Regions from separate parts of the Mus musculus genome. Here region 1 is linked to region 2. Evidence: chromatin contacts called from public HiChIP or PLAC-seq data. All regions are on one chromosome and are shown on one strand. The core of a region is the stretch at or near the end of the contact, and the rest is flanking DNA. Distances in the headings are between cores, read along the strand shown. Region 1 overlaps Rora (RAR-related orphan receptor alpha). Region 2 overlaps Rora (RAR-related orphan receptor alpha).

Region 1 (7,290 bases), core at 1,510-4,009, 480 kb after region 2:
TTCTGAGGGTCTCATAAGATGCGACTAGCCATTTATTTCATCTGGCTCATTGTCGATCACACCAGCATGTTTTGCCTCCTTGCCGCAAGTTTCTTTGTACTCCTGGTACCCAGCCATGGCCCTGCTTCCTGCTGAATTAAACCAAAACCCAGACAAAACCAAAGAACACATCTCTCCCGAAGGTCATGCAGGAGGTCACCCCTGGTGAGATGGACATTGCAGATGTGGTAGAAAGATTAGAGGTGGCTTTGATGGAACCCTCGTCTGTTCTTTGCCCCTGCTTCTCAGAGTGGGAGATCCGATCGCTTGTCATTGCCTCACGTTATTGAAGACTTTTGACAGGCACCTCCAGGAAAAATGCCCTACAGATCGTGGAATGTGTGAGTCTGTGAGTGTGTGTGTGTGTGTGTGTGTGTGCATTTTACACAACACTTTAGAATGATTGAGGTGTTCAAAAGGACTTTGCCAAGTGAGCTCTTTGCAGGGCTCAGATTCCCATAGGTTACCCTTCCTTAAGGTCCCTCGGTGGCCCTTTTGCTCCGTTTGATGACAATTTCTGTTCATTCCAGATTGTATTCCTTCTCTTTAGCGGCTTCAAACAGCTCCCTGGAGCTGTGGTTTTAGCATTTGGGTGCTGATCACATCGGTCCTGGACTTTTGTTATTTTTTACCCCTTTGAAGGTTTCCCTCCGCTCTTCTGTTTTCGGTGGCTCTGCTTTCATCTCTGCTGCCTTTTCTGCCACGGTGTTATCTATTCATTTGAGAGAGTCTGGCCATTCAGGCCTCTGAAGATGAGGCCATTCCCTCCCTTCTGGGCCCTGACTGCCTCAGTGGGTAGTCCTCGACTAGGGCTTTTCATCAGGCAACAGTGGGGCCCCCTCTTCAGGCTGCTACTTTGGTGCTGTGATAAGAATTAGTACACCACAATTTCGTTTTTATCAACCTCTTCTATGTCTTCCCATTTAGGGTTGAGATGCAGGAGTTTCTGGCATGGCTGGTACTTTTAGAAATGGTTTGTTTCATCTCTGATCGTGGAAGATAATGAAAGGGAGGCCACCATCTCAGGCACTTTCCACAAATGACCTTTTACTGTCTCTTTCCTCATTGTGACCAGATGACCAGAGCATTGAGCAGGGGTCAGACTTTGAGGGTTTCAGTCCTGAGGCTGCCAGGTTCCCTGCCACAGACTTTTATCTAAGTCCTTTGCTACCTGCATTGTTCCCAACCCTTGGCATGGATATTACACGCTATTTTGCCTACTTAAATAGTTCATGCATTTTATTTCAAAAGCTCTCGTGCTAAGTAATACAATTTGAAGATAATATAGCCTGTAAGTGTTCTTATAACTGTCTGTATGTGTGTGGATGCACGTGTAAGGGGGTGCTCATATGTGTTGGTGTGCCTGTATGTAGAGGCTAGGACAACATAAGGTATAGTCCTCATTGCTTTCCACGATGTGTGTGTGTGTGTGTGTGTGTGTGTGTGTGTGTGTGTGTATCTCACTGAACATGGAGTTCACTAATTGGCTAGACTGACTGGCCAGTGAGGCCCGAGGATTTGGCTGTCTTCACTCACAGGGCTGAGGTTTGCTGTAAAAAGCTCTGGTTTTTACGTGGGTGGGATCTGAACTCAGGTCTTCAAGCTTGAAGAGCAGGTGATTTGCTGCCTAGAGCATCCTCCCACCCCCACCCCCAGCTCTCTAGTGTAACAACGTTTTCAATTCAGTATTTTATACCAAGGAGAAGGTGTTAACCCAAAAGCCAAGCATCCTTTGGATATGGGCAGAGGTTTGCTGAGACTGAATCCCAGAAAGTCATCCTTCACGGTCTTTATGTTTTAAATAGATTAATGAAGAGGTGTCACTTGGAAATATATCCTTCCTGCTATCATGGAGATACCTTTGACCCTGTATATCTGTGACCTGAAAGGTTAAAAGACCATAAAGTGACCATCAAATCTCCAGGCCTGGTTTGTATAGCAGGTCATTTGAGCTGGTTTCTGAAGACTATTAGGAAGCTCAATGAATTAAAACCTAATTGCTAACTTATTGGTGGCATGCAAAAGGGTCGTGCAAAGTATCTCTATGGCAGGCAAGAACAGGAAGTCAGCTTCATACATCACTTACAAAAGTCTCCTGCCACGGGTAACTTTACTTAGCCTGCCCACCTGAGCGCCTCATGGTACAAATGTTTCAAAGCAGGAAGCCCATTCATAGGCAATGTTCCACCGGAAGCAATGTGTCATGAGCACTACAGTAGGAGTCAGAAACTGGGGTTCAAGTCCCAGCTTTTCCGTTAGTGTGTGACCCTGGCTGAGCCAGAAAGCTGTTTTGCTACCCTAATCCCTCCTCGATGCCACCCTCTTCCTGAGCATCTGCGTTTCAGCCTAGCTTTTTCCTACATTCTTCCTAGAGAAAGAATTGTGACGGCATCAGTTTATTAAAATTCTATGGGACCTAGGAGGTGACCATGAAGATTTCACTACAAAAAGCATCATTAATCTGGAGTCTGGACACAATACAGAGTCCAAGAGATAGAAACCCAAAGTATCTGGGCGCTAGTTTAAGACGTTCTAGGCAATAAATTCCCCTTCCTCTCTTCCTCTGCTAGGCAGGACTTGGGACGACGTATCTGCAGACCATTGAAGTGTCTGCAGAGTGGCTGTCATCTGACAGGTTGAGGAGGTGGCAGTCTCTAGGCCTCGCACAATTTAACTGGTTTTCCTGAATGTGTGCCAAGTGCCCTGGCAACAAGCAGGCAGGTTTTTCTGTTTTATTTTAATGAGTTACCATAGCCATTGAAGAAGGGCATTGGTATCACGTGTGTGTGCGTATAAAGGCGTCCTTTGACAAAATCAGTTGCCTCACTTGCACTGAAAGGCAGCCGTTGCCAAGTTATGCTGAGTTTTCCTGCTTCTGTTTTCCACTGAATTTCCCCTTACTGCTAATCTTTTCTTCTCTAGAATGCTGGCAGGTTCAATGCAGTACAGAATTAGCCATGACAACAAATATCTTAATAGAATGATCCATATTTAAACCCCAGCCCTGAGTTATCCAAGGAAGCATTTGATGCGCAAGTCTAATTTAAATAGAGGTAGAGGGGTGTTTGGACCACTTCATTTTTATTAACGTTCGATGAATGTTAGAACTGAATGAAAACTCCGTGTGTCTCGAAGGTGTCCTACTAAGTAAAAATCTTTTTTCTGCCAGGAGACCTTAGGGCAATTCTCACTGAACCCAAAATAGCCAAACCCCTGATTGGAAGTTCTTAAGTAAGAAGGCTTATTATTATAGGCACACATACCAACTCTGCGTATGCAGACAATTGAGAAGAAATGAGATATTCCCTTATAAATTAACTTTTCTGGAGCATGTCTCTATAAATGCTTAAACAACTTCACTTTTATTTTGCAGGGGAAGGGCTCTCCAAATATATTATGTAAGTCCCTGTCTTCATGAGCTAAATCATTCTTAATGATTCAAAGCTACTATAAACATTAATTATTATGACCTTCATAGTATGCTGTAACACAAGATGTCCTCAAGACAAGGTGTGGCTGGTGGCTGGCCCTTACACTTAGTGATCCTGTCCTGTCATGGTTTTTCATTCCTTATGCCTCACTTTTTATCTTTTATGAAAGCTCTTCTATTAATAATTTATCATGTATTTTTTCTCTGCTCTTATTTGCAAAGGTCTAAGTTGATCACGTAAGGCTCTTTCTCTAATATCTTTTGTATACTCAAACTTGGGACAGCATGGCTTTCAGGATTGTGATTTTTAGGCCAAGAAGCCATCCTAGTGGCTGCCAGAAGCTTGCTTTTGAAGCACATGGCTGGAGCTAAGTTTCTCGGATTTTAGTGGGTGACTTTGTAATATCGCCCCATCTCTCTCCCTCCTCCTCCTCCTCCTCCTCCTCCTCCTCCTCTTCCTTCTGGCCATTTTATTTTTGTTTTCTACTACATTGCATGCATAAGGCTTTCAAGTGAGATGTCTCTAATTGTGGAAGGTTTTTCTCACAATTACACTTCTCTGGCCACAGTTAGCCTGGTGCACACACTGACAACGGGATTCCATCTCTGAATCTTGGTGACAATGTTTAGTGCAGACATGCCAAGCTCCTTTAACCTCCCTTTCAAACCTTCCTACAGCGTCTCACCCAAGGGCTGCTCTAAGAAATATCTCTGAAGAAAATTTAAAATTATCATCACAACACACACCGTATACCAACATAGCTTTCTAAGAACTGTAATCGTCTTTTTGTGTTCTGGAAAACACTTCTATGTTTTTCACACCTTGGTTTAAGAAAAAACAAAAAAACAAAAAAACAAAACAAAAACCAAACAAAACAAGAAAGTTCATGCTGAGTATAAGTGATTTTTTTTAAGGCAAAAAGATGAACACAGAATTATTCACAAACACAAATTCCAAATGCATTTCAACTTTTTTATAGGAATCTTTTGCTGATGCAAAAATCCATGGGTCATTATTACATGTACTATCATTCATCCTTTCCCAGAGACGACATTTATTTAATACCCTCTGGGCCCCACCAGAGATGCACATGCATATCACACACATTCTAAGGAAATACTCACTTTGGCCTGAATTCCAAGGTTTTGTGAGTCATAGCCCAGCTGCCCTGTGTTAGTTAGGCTCCTTCCACTAGTTCAAACCGAAAGCTTTCAAGTGAAAAACAACTTGTTTTTCTTTTTCTTTTTTTTTTTCCCCCTCAAATTAGCCTTGATTCTATTAGAATGATCCCAAGTATTTTGTGTCCTTGGAAGGAATTTGCAGAAGGGTTGGCATAACATTTTCCTGCTCACTGACAGGGTAATTCAGTAGCCCCATCCAGGAGCATTTAAAATAGCCGTGAACCAACTGGAAGCAACCCTCTGTAGGGCATACCAGGAGCATGCCTGCTGGCAGGTGCTGTTTTAAACTCCAGGTTTGATTCAGATCTGTCTGTCGTTTGTCGCCTGATGAGAATTTATGGGTTGGGGGTGGGAGGGTGTTGTCTCCAGAAAAGTTAATAAAAACGTGAGTTAGGAAGCACTGCGTGGTTTGTAGACAGCCACTTCTACGGCTCTCTTCGGCTGTGTGGTCAAGTGCACAGAGTCAGCATCTCTCCTCCCTGTCGTTGTTCCTTTTGCTGCCAGTGATTCATCTTGTTTTGAATCTTCTAAAGGCCCGTGATCTTAAAGAGTGTCACTTAATCGTGTCTGATGATCGTGATTTTATAAGGTAATTATTTGGTATAAATTTTGAGTGTAGTAAGCGCTGGGTGACAGATGCCATCTCGGACCTGCCACTGCGCAGACTTAAATTCTGTTTCATTAGCCTTAGGTACGTACAGGCCGTGTGAGGCAACTCCACAGAAACTGCTCACGTCTTATGGCCTTGAAATCTTAAGGAGCACATCAGAAACCCTTTCAGATAGAATCATGATATGTTTGTTAATTAAATATGTATTTTAGGAATGCTTGGCGGAGAGAAAAAAAAAAGACATCATATTTCCAGAGAGGACCAACTTCTGTGTTTGAAGCATCACTTTTAAACATTCAACAAATCTTTTTGAAGTAGAATAAATTAGCAGCTTATTTTAATTCAGACCATCTTGGTGCTACATTGTTAGAAAATGGTGCCAATACTGAATTGTGAAGGCTAACAGAGCCTGCAGTCTTAAGTACTCGTTCTCAGGATGGTATCGTCTGACATCCTAAACATATAGCACACAACTGGAGTGTCTGGGAAACAAAACATATACTTCGCAGTGGAAAATTCTCTGAATCCCTAGGCTTCCCTGGAAGCCTGGACCAGCCAGGCCTGGGCTTACCCAGATGCCCACATTGGGTCACTGTTGGCACTATCAGGTGCTATATTTTGCAGTACTTCTTTGGTACGGACTTCTAACTCTGGCTTATAAACTATCCTGATGCAATATTGATCAGAAACCAACTGTTTGCCAGGTTCTGTGTTCATTAACTGACTTTTTAGTTCTCTCCAAAAGCCATTATTAGCGATAGGTTCTTATGCTGTTTCGGTTTTATAGGCGAGGACAGTGAAGCTTACAGTACCACAGCCAGTCAGTTAAGACTGAGATGGGAAGGAAACCAGATTTTCCTATCCCAGCCCCAGAACTCTTTCTATCATGTGTCCCAACTTCAGCAAGACATTCACTTAGTTGACAAATACTTACCCAGCAACTGGATATGCCAGACACCATGATAAACCTTGGCATCATGGGGGGATACAGAGAGACTAAGATGGTGTTTCCGCTGACTCTAGAGATAGGAGCACAAATGATCACAAAAACCAGAATGAGTGAGGCTGAGGAGCTGGCTCTGTGGATACGGGCATCTGCCACCAATCCTGATGGCCTGAGTTCAATCCCAGAGATCAGCACGGTGAAAAGAGAGAACTGACTCTGGCATCTTGTCCTCTGATGACACATGCACACATACATGCATGCATGTGTGTGCACACGCAAGGACACTTATGTACACACACACACATACACTTAAGATAATTTTTGAAAAAGAAATGGCATTAGGGAGAGAACAAGGTAAATTAAAAAACAAAAAATGACGATAAAGATTCAGGTTTACAAAAAAGAGCAGACTGCAAATGGGGGCCCAGAACTTGGCTGATGGAGGTTGGGGGTTTCTCTGTGACCTTCCAAAGACAGTGGCATTTAAACTGAGAATGCTGAGTGACAAAGATGGATGGAGATGTAGCATACTCTATTTTCATTATTGATGGATCTTATATTTATGAACTTTTACAAGTGTTAAGATTTATTTGTGACCCCTCCAATCAGTGCTGGTTTTCTGGGCATGGACAGGCCGGCAACCATGCAGGGTGTCCAGTCATTTCTGGCTGAGGTCAGTCGAGGCAATGCTTTGCCTTCTTGTTTCATCTCCCAGACTGTAAACAAATGGGCTTTCCCCAAAGTCTGTTTAACGCCACATTTGTCTAATCTTTGTGCTTTGTGTTGATGACCTCACTGTTTAAAATGACTAGCAGTGTTATGCTCGCCAAAGAGCCGTCTGGGGCTCCTAAATGCAGGAGGGCCAGCAATGTGCTTGTGCACTGAAAGCTGCCTTCAGCCACAAATCCAGGACTCATGGTGCGGCTGGCCGTGAGTTCAATGTAATGAATCAATGGAATGCATTAGATAGGGCGGCTTTAAACAGACCCATGAATAGAACAAGGCTACGTTTTCACCAGTTGGCAAAAATGCAACAAGCACAGACTGGCAGAAGGATCGCCCCACGTTCTCTCTGGGTAAGAT
Region 2 (7,283 bases), core at 2,684-5,183:
GATTAAGTTCCTCAGGTAAGCCTGTGTGTCATATGTCCCCAATGTACATTTATCCTACATTTATTCTACTGGGATGGGCCAAGACCTGACTATAATGACTGTGCATACTAGAGGCTGTGGTTTTTTTTTTTATGATTGTACAAGCTCTTTGGCTGAGTACAATGCAGATGGCCTTCCCTCTACCCAAGGTTGAGTTTCCCTATCTCTGGACTATGGGGGTCATAACCTTTCTCACAAGGACATTGTTGGGACAGAAAATTTAATCTATTTTGTAAAGAAAAAATAGATGCACAGTATTAAAATATGCAAGTCTAAAATAGCTGCCAGCACTGTTTGGCTCTCTTTGCCGAAATTTCACTATGCCTATAAGAAAGACTCAGCATTTTCTTGTGGACTGTGAGTTGTTGCCATCAAATGAGCTTGTCAGTCTCTGGTAAAGAACAAAATGTCCTTGGATTTACCCTGTGCCACATTGGCATGTATACTTATACTAAAGCACCCAATATGGAATATAACCAAGGGCAAGTTCTCCCAAGTGGGTATGAATCTCCATAAGGGACACTGGTATACATAGCCATTCCTCAGAGCCACAGAAAGCCTTCTGAGAGTCATCCCTTATTGCTCTGCTATAGCCTGTCCCATAGGAGAATGGGCCCTGGAAGGCTGCTGACCCCACAGGACCTCATTTGCCTGATGTGAGAAACCTCAGCTCAATCATTCCCAGGAAGAGCCAAGCTCTTACTGGTCTTCCTCCTCTGACTTCTGAACAAATGTGGACGTTTCCCCCTGTGGTCCTTAAGCTATCACCATCCGTCCTACATCTCTTGGTGGTTCTAATAGACACAACACCGGGAGGTTGCTTGGGAGATGACTCAAGCCAATAATGTGCTTGCTGCACAAGCATGGGGGCCTGAGTTGAGAATTCTCAGCTACTACAAAGAGCCTGTGCTGTGTCCTCTATCTCTGAATCCGACCCTGGGAATGCAGAGACAGGTAGGTCCCTGGAGATCACTGGCCAGTCAGTCCTGCTGATTATGAGGTTTAAATTCAGTGGGTGATTCAGGTTTAAAAATAGAGAACAATAGGGAAAAACACCATGCATCAAGCTCTAGACATATGCATACTCACACGTGCATGCACACACTTGCACACACACACAAGCTAGCACAAGCAATGATCCTAATCCTTCGGTATGTATTTTATGATTCTGAGGCCCAAGTATTCAATGGGAAGGATGGGCCAGACTGGTGGTTTTTCTGACTTTTGGAAACTAGTATGTATCCCAAGGCTCATGGGACCTTGTTGAGGACACCTGTGAGCTTCATTCAGAGGCGAGGGTGGGGGTGGGGCTCAGCCTTGCTTCTCTGATCTCAGACATGCATGTTTCTGTGTTAGCTGTTTTGCCTTTAGGATACCATACAAGATTTGCTTAAAGACAGGAATTTGCCATTTAAAAGAAAAGTGTTTAAAATCTAGGTGATGAGCTTTAAATTTTTGTATACTTGACTAGCATTTGTTCCATCTGTTTTATGCCCTTCTTTGTGAAATTGGGGCTTGAATTTGTCACCCAGCCAATCCTTCAATCTGGGTTGATGTTTACAAAGTATCTTTATATAGGTGGCCATTGGCCATATTTAATGTGATCTCTTTTACAATGCAGTCTTTGTATTGCTGTCTTATATACAGCTTCACTTAAAATAATTGGTACCGGGAGAGGATGGCTCAGTGCATAGGAGTCTTTGCTGCTCCTCCAGATAACCTGAGTTCAGTGACGAGAGCCTACCTTGTGTGGCTAACGATCCTTCATAAGTCCAACTCCAGGACATCTGACACCCTCTTTTGGACCCTGTGGGGACCCACATGCATGTGGCAAACATACACATGCATAAAAATAAGTCTTTAAAATTATTAGGGTATGTTACTGAAGGCTCTTCCATTCTATGATATGAGGCTTTAAAAAAGGTGTTCAAATTGTCTTAATAAATTGCTTGTCAAGCTTGCTTTTGGTAAACACATTGCTATCACAATTACTAAATTGCTTCAGCATCTACCTGCTATGCCTGGCAACCTCTCAAGATAGTAACCAGCTCCCAGCGGCTCAGTTACCTGCTTCTTTAGGCCTAGGAGATGACATTCTGGGGCCTTGACCTGGCTATTTATCACTTTTCTGGCTGGTTCCCTTGAGAAGTGCTGGTGCTCTGAATCCAAGATGGTGTCTGTGGCCCCTGACCCATCATGTGGAAGGGAACACAGTCACAGGAAAGGTATTGTGTCTCCTTGAGTTTTAAGAAAAACCCCAAAGACGGAAGAGAGTGCTGTTTTTCTGTGTTTGCTCTCTTCACCCTTTGGGGGAAACTGAGTATTGTGACCTTAGTCACGTGAAATACGAGGGGTCAGCCAGTCCGACTAGAGTAACTCAGGAGCATAGGAGAATGCCAGGATCATGATGCGGATTGCTGAGGGCAGACACAGGCAGGGACAGGAAAGTGTGTCAGAGGTCAGGGTGTGAATAAGAAGTCTGGGAGAGAGAATGTTGTGTGATTTACCCATGCACTACCCTGGACTCCTCAGGGTTCATTTAAAGAGGGGAGCCCATAAGAGCTGCCATTCTCCTCACCGATTCTCTTGGCACCCTGCTTCTAAGCGTCAGATGGAATCTGTTGACTGAAGAGGAATGAGGTTTTGATTGTGGTTAGTCCTCAACATTTTTTTTTTTTTTAGCAGTGCCAACAACACCCAGGGCAGTTTATAACATTTTAATTTCCTCACAAGTGATCCTCATTTCAATTTGCAACATGTAAGCCTATCCGATGGTAGAGAGTCAGATAATAGGGGAGGTTGTTTACATGAAATCTCATAGAAGACACGCCCAGCAATCGTTTTCATTCATAGTTTCTCTATTGCTTTTGGCAGCAATAATGTAGTGTTTCTGTGTTTCATTTTTATGGAGTGTTATGGGACATAGTCTTTGTAGGTTTAGATTTCAGAGGAGCGTATCTGATTTATACTTGATCAAGCAGTGTTTGCCAAGTAATCTTTGCTGAAAGACAGCTGCTTAGGCTGAAAGGAGGAACCTTCTATAAAAAGTATAAGAACATGCTCTAGGGTTGCATGGGAATTCATGGGGTCTCAGAAATGCAGGGCACAGAGAATTCCACACTCTGAACATTTTCTGGGTTTGACATAAGTTCCTTTTTTTTTTCATATTTGACAATGTCCTAAGCCTCATAAGCGAGTCTTATATTTGCTAATGACCATGATTCTTATAATTAGCTTTTTTTCTATAGGGGATGGTCACATAAAGGTAAACAATATGGTGACTATATCTTTGTTGTATCCATGGAAATCATCATTGATGATTTATTAAGAATCCTTTCTCCTGATCTCCAAACAGTACATTGTGCTGGCCCATGTTCCTTGAAGAATATATATGCTTTTCTTATCAGATAAATCAGCTTTAGTTTTGTTTATATTTTGGTTTCTTCAACTGTTTTGACAGTGGCATTGGCCTCTTAAGACATTAAAGTTAGAGTTATTTTCAAAACTAGTGTTCAGGGGTCAAAGAGACAAGTCAGTGGTTAAAAGTGGGGCTCCTCCAGCACCCAAGTTGGGGTGCCTCACAACCACCTGAACTCCAGGAGACCTAATGCCCTCTTCTGACCTTCATAGGCATCCGAACTCACATGGTCACACCTACACATAAACAAAAATAAATCTTAAAAAGTAGTTTTTGAGAGGGTTTCAGACATAGTTCTGTGGCTCTGCAGAACTAGGTAATCTGTTAAAGTAGTCAGACTGAAGACACCCCAGGTGGGATAAGATATCCCGCTGTCATAATGCCCTTATCACTGAGGACCCTCGAGTCTGTTGGTAGAGCCATACAGTGGAGGAGTGCTTCTGGGAAGTGGAGTCTTTGTGCACCTGGCCCCAGAATGCACCGGGCTTCTTTCATTAGTCCGGCTCCCGCAGTTGCGGTGCAGCAGTGACTGCTGGCCGCCCGTTTTTGATGGCAATTTGGCAGAGAGTCAAACTTTGGCCCCGAAGCAGAGGTGGCACAATTAGGCAGCTGAGAAGCATTCTCTCAACACACACTTTTAATTGATTTCAGCTTGTTTCAGTTTGCAAAGACAGAGCTGTTACACGCAGCGCAGCGGCCTTCTTTCGAGGGGCTTATTTTTACTTTCCCTTTATTCAGCAGCGCTAATTCAACAGCACCAGAAGCGACAATAATGGCAGAGCGCTGAAGAGAGCATCTTTGGCATGGCTTGGATGCAAAAAGTATTATTAAGAACTAATGAGTAGGATAGTTAGATGTTAACCAGAAAAGCATCAATGAGCAGAAGAGCGAACGAGCGATCGAGCGAACATTCTGGGGCAAACATCTGCCTCTGAAGCAGATGTTACCTTGTAAGTTTACAGAAGGAAAGGCAGCGTAAGTGTAAGCTGGTGGTTTTAGGTATGGCAGGGACAGGGAGATAATCACGGGGCCTTCTTGTTCTTCTTGAACTCACAGATGACTGTGGATAGAGGTATGGGCTTTAAATAGGAAAGGTATCAAGCAAGGATGAGGTGACATCAGTGGCAGCTGTGGTGGATTGTGACCTGAGACTGTCAGCAACTAACTGTGTTCTCCCCTGCTTTATCTAGAGCCCAGACATCTCTTCAGCACACAAGGTTACAGCTGCTATAACCTTGTCCAATGAGAGGTTAAGACCTGTGACCCGTTCAGCCCCAGCCCAAAATTACCTAACCTACTGCTGACTTGTAGAACAGCTTGGTTTATGCAGATGATAATGAGCCAGTGGCCACACATTTTCTCGTTACACAGTAAGTCAATTGTTTTGTTTTGTTTGTTTGTTTTCCAGCTTTCAGTCCTTGATCCAAAAATCACCAACTAGTAGGATTTTTCAAGACTACCTTGCAATCTGGGATGTATTTTAAGATTCCTCAAAGGACACCAGATTAGCAACTGTGTTACTTTTGTTTAGTTCTACTGAACAAACCTGAAGAGAAAAGGAAGCCCTGGGACCCTTTAGTCTGTCCCAATGCCTTCAAGAAGAAGTTGGAAAATATGAGGGCCCAGGGATGGAGAGATGACTCAGGCAATAAAGTACTGGCCATGCAAGTGTGAGCACACACATCAATAAGATGGGCGAGCCACTTGTAAGCCCAGCACTGGGGAGGCAGAAACAGGGGCATCCCTGGGGCTCAATGGCCGGGCAGTCTTGCCTAATCTGTGAGTTCCAGGTTCAGTGAAAGACTGTTTTAAAGGTAGCTAGTGGATAGTGACTGAGAAAGACAAGCAAGCTGACCTCTGGCCTCTGCACACATACAAGCACCTATGTATGTGTATGTGCGTGTGCATGTATATGTGTACCTACATGCACACATGCACCTGCTTACCTGTTCCCCCAAAGAAAAATATAAAGTTCTTTGTTTGGCGTACTTCATCAAGATGAAGGAGTGAGCCACTAACCAAGGTAGACTTCCTAGTTAAGCTCTCTCCCTCTTCCCTCATTTCAGAGCAAAACCCTCAATAGCCTTCTGTTTCCTCCTGAAGGTCAAGGAGGCGTCAGCCTTTCAATGGAAAGAAGTCCAGTGGAGAAGAGGATGGGGCCAGCCTCCCTGATGCTCTGATACTTAGACATGGGGCTTTGGAGTGGAGTAAATTCCAGCCACCAAGCCATGTGACTAAAGTTTGCCATTGCATGGCACATGTATTTGTACCCGAATGATCATTGGTATGGTGACAGGGAACCTTTTGCCACTCTCCTTTGGAAAGCTATGTTCTCCATCAACATGTAACCGAGATTCCCCAGCACCCTGCCTATCTTTGGAGGATGGACTGCAGAGATAAGCTAGCCATGCAATCCATAATCTCGAGCTTGCAGTTATGTGTTTGGCTCTCGATGGATCTGCCCTCTACCACAAAGAAAGGTCTTTGAAACATTTCAGGGAGAATCTCTTGGCCAATGACAACCTTTCATTGAGATTTTTCATTACATATTTTGGGGGCTCCATAGGCTATTGTATGGAAACATTTCAGCAGAGGACCCCAAGGATGACCTGTGAATACATGCCGCAGAGAGACGACTTTAACTTTGTGTCAGATTGTCCACTTGTAGATGTGAAGTTTCCCTTTCCTCTGTGTGTATGTGTGTTTACATACACACACGGATATGCATGCAAGTGTGCATTGTGTGTGTGTGTGTGTGTGTGTGTGTGTGTGATTTTCTCTCATCTGGAAAGAGGGCAGATCTGGAGATCATTTCGCAGACTCGGGGGTCAGTTTATGCATAGTCCATAGTCCTTAGGAGCATTCATTCCATCCTAGAGAAAGCAGGGGCGCCTCCAAGAGCAAAACATTCTCGGCGTCTTCCTTCTGCTGTTTGCAACACTGACTCACATTTCTTGAAGGAGGTTCGGCATCTGCTGTGTGGTTCTCAGTGTGACACAAGTGGGCTTCGCTTCCCTCCCAGGGAAAGTGTGCCCCTGCCTCACCTGTTGAGGGCAGGTGAGGTGAACAGAGCTTGTGTGTGTTGAGGAGCCTGGGGAGGAACCATCCTGGTGGCTCTCTCAGTGGAGCAGAGTCAGCTGTGCTTGTCCCCGCTTCACCTGCCTGATGGTGACACAGAAGTGAGGTTGGAAAGGTTGTGCTGTGCCTTGAAATCTCATAATGACATAAATGAGCCATTCAGTGCCCGTGGAAGGAGCTATAGAGAGAATTCTCAAATAACAACAACAGCAACAACAAGCCACTTTTCTCTAGTACGGACTTTACCAGTGTTGTTGCTGGTTCCCACCCCTGTCATGCCCCGACTCTGTCATCATGTTGACCCTCCAAGGCACACTTTACTAATGGGGACCAGAACTTTGTGGGGACTTGGCAGATTTCTAAAGTCCCACTTCTGGTAGATGATAGAACCAGACTTTAACCAAGATCTGCCTTTCTCCCAAGCCTGTGTTCTTTCCATACTGCACAGTCTGCTCCCCTGGCCCTGCCACTTTGTGCTTCCCCAACACGAAACTTCAGGCACCTTCTGGAACAAGCTGTTTGGTTTCTCGCTCATGTGGCTTTCTTCTTTCTTGCATAACCAACTCGCATGATCAGCACATGTACACACAGAGAGATAAACATAGTTAGGAGTGCTGTAAGGAAGTCAACGGTGGGACTGTAGACCAGAGTGGCATTGATGGGATGGATAACCGGTGCTTCAGAAGCCGGTACGGTCTGGAACCCCCGAGCTGGCCTAGAAACGGCTTGCTAACAGAAGACATCTGCG

Evidence for each region. HiChIP or PLAC-seq counts read pairs in DNA pulled down with a chosen protein or histone mark.
Region 1: a contact with region 2 is called in an H3K4me3 HiChIP or PLAC-seq map of embryonic basal ganglia, with 4 times the contacts expected there. The contact joins two enhancer-like sites. A contact is called at or near these places in 7 of 115 datasets of contacts at active chromatin or transcription factors (craniofacial prominence, embryonic basal ganglia, embryonic forebrain and 3 more).

Annotation. Positions count from the first base shown.
Region 1 is chr9:69,270,347-69,277,636 of GRCm38.p6, forward strand. The region is part of intron 2 of Rora (RAR-related orphan receptor alpha); the gene reads left to right. Among named protein-coding and RNA genes, the nearest start is that of Gm46153, 32 kb to the right of the region's middle. Within about 2 kb of position 2,760, at least 23 of the 459 cell types and tissues checked have an H3K27ac peak or open chromatin away from gene starts, as enhancers often do. A contact at or near this core is called in embryonic basal ganglia, where this site is marked.
Region 2 is chr9:68,788,203-68,795,485 of GRCm38.p6, forward strand. The region is part of intron 1 of Rora (RAR-related orphan receptor alpha); the gene reads left to right. Among named protein-coding and RNA genes, the nearest start is that of 9530091C08Rik, 26 kb to the left of the region's middle. Within about 2 kb of position 3,934, at least 19 of the 459 cell types and tissues checked have an H3K27ac peak or open chromatin away from gene starts, as enhancers often do. A contact at or near this core is called in embryonic basal ganglia, where this site is marked.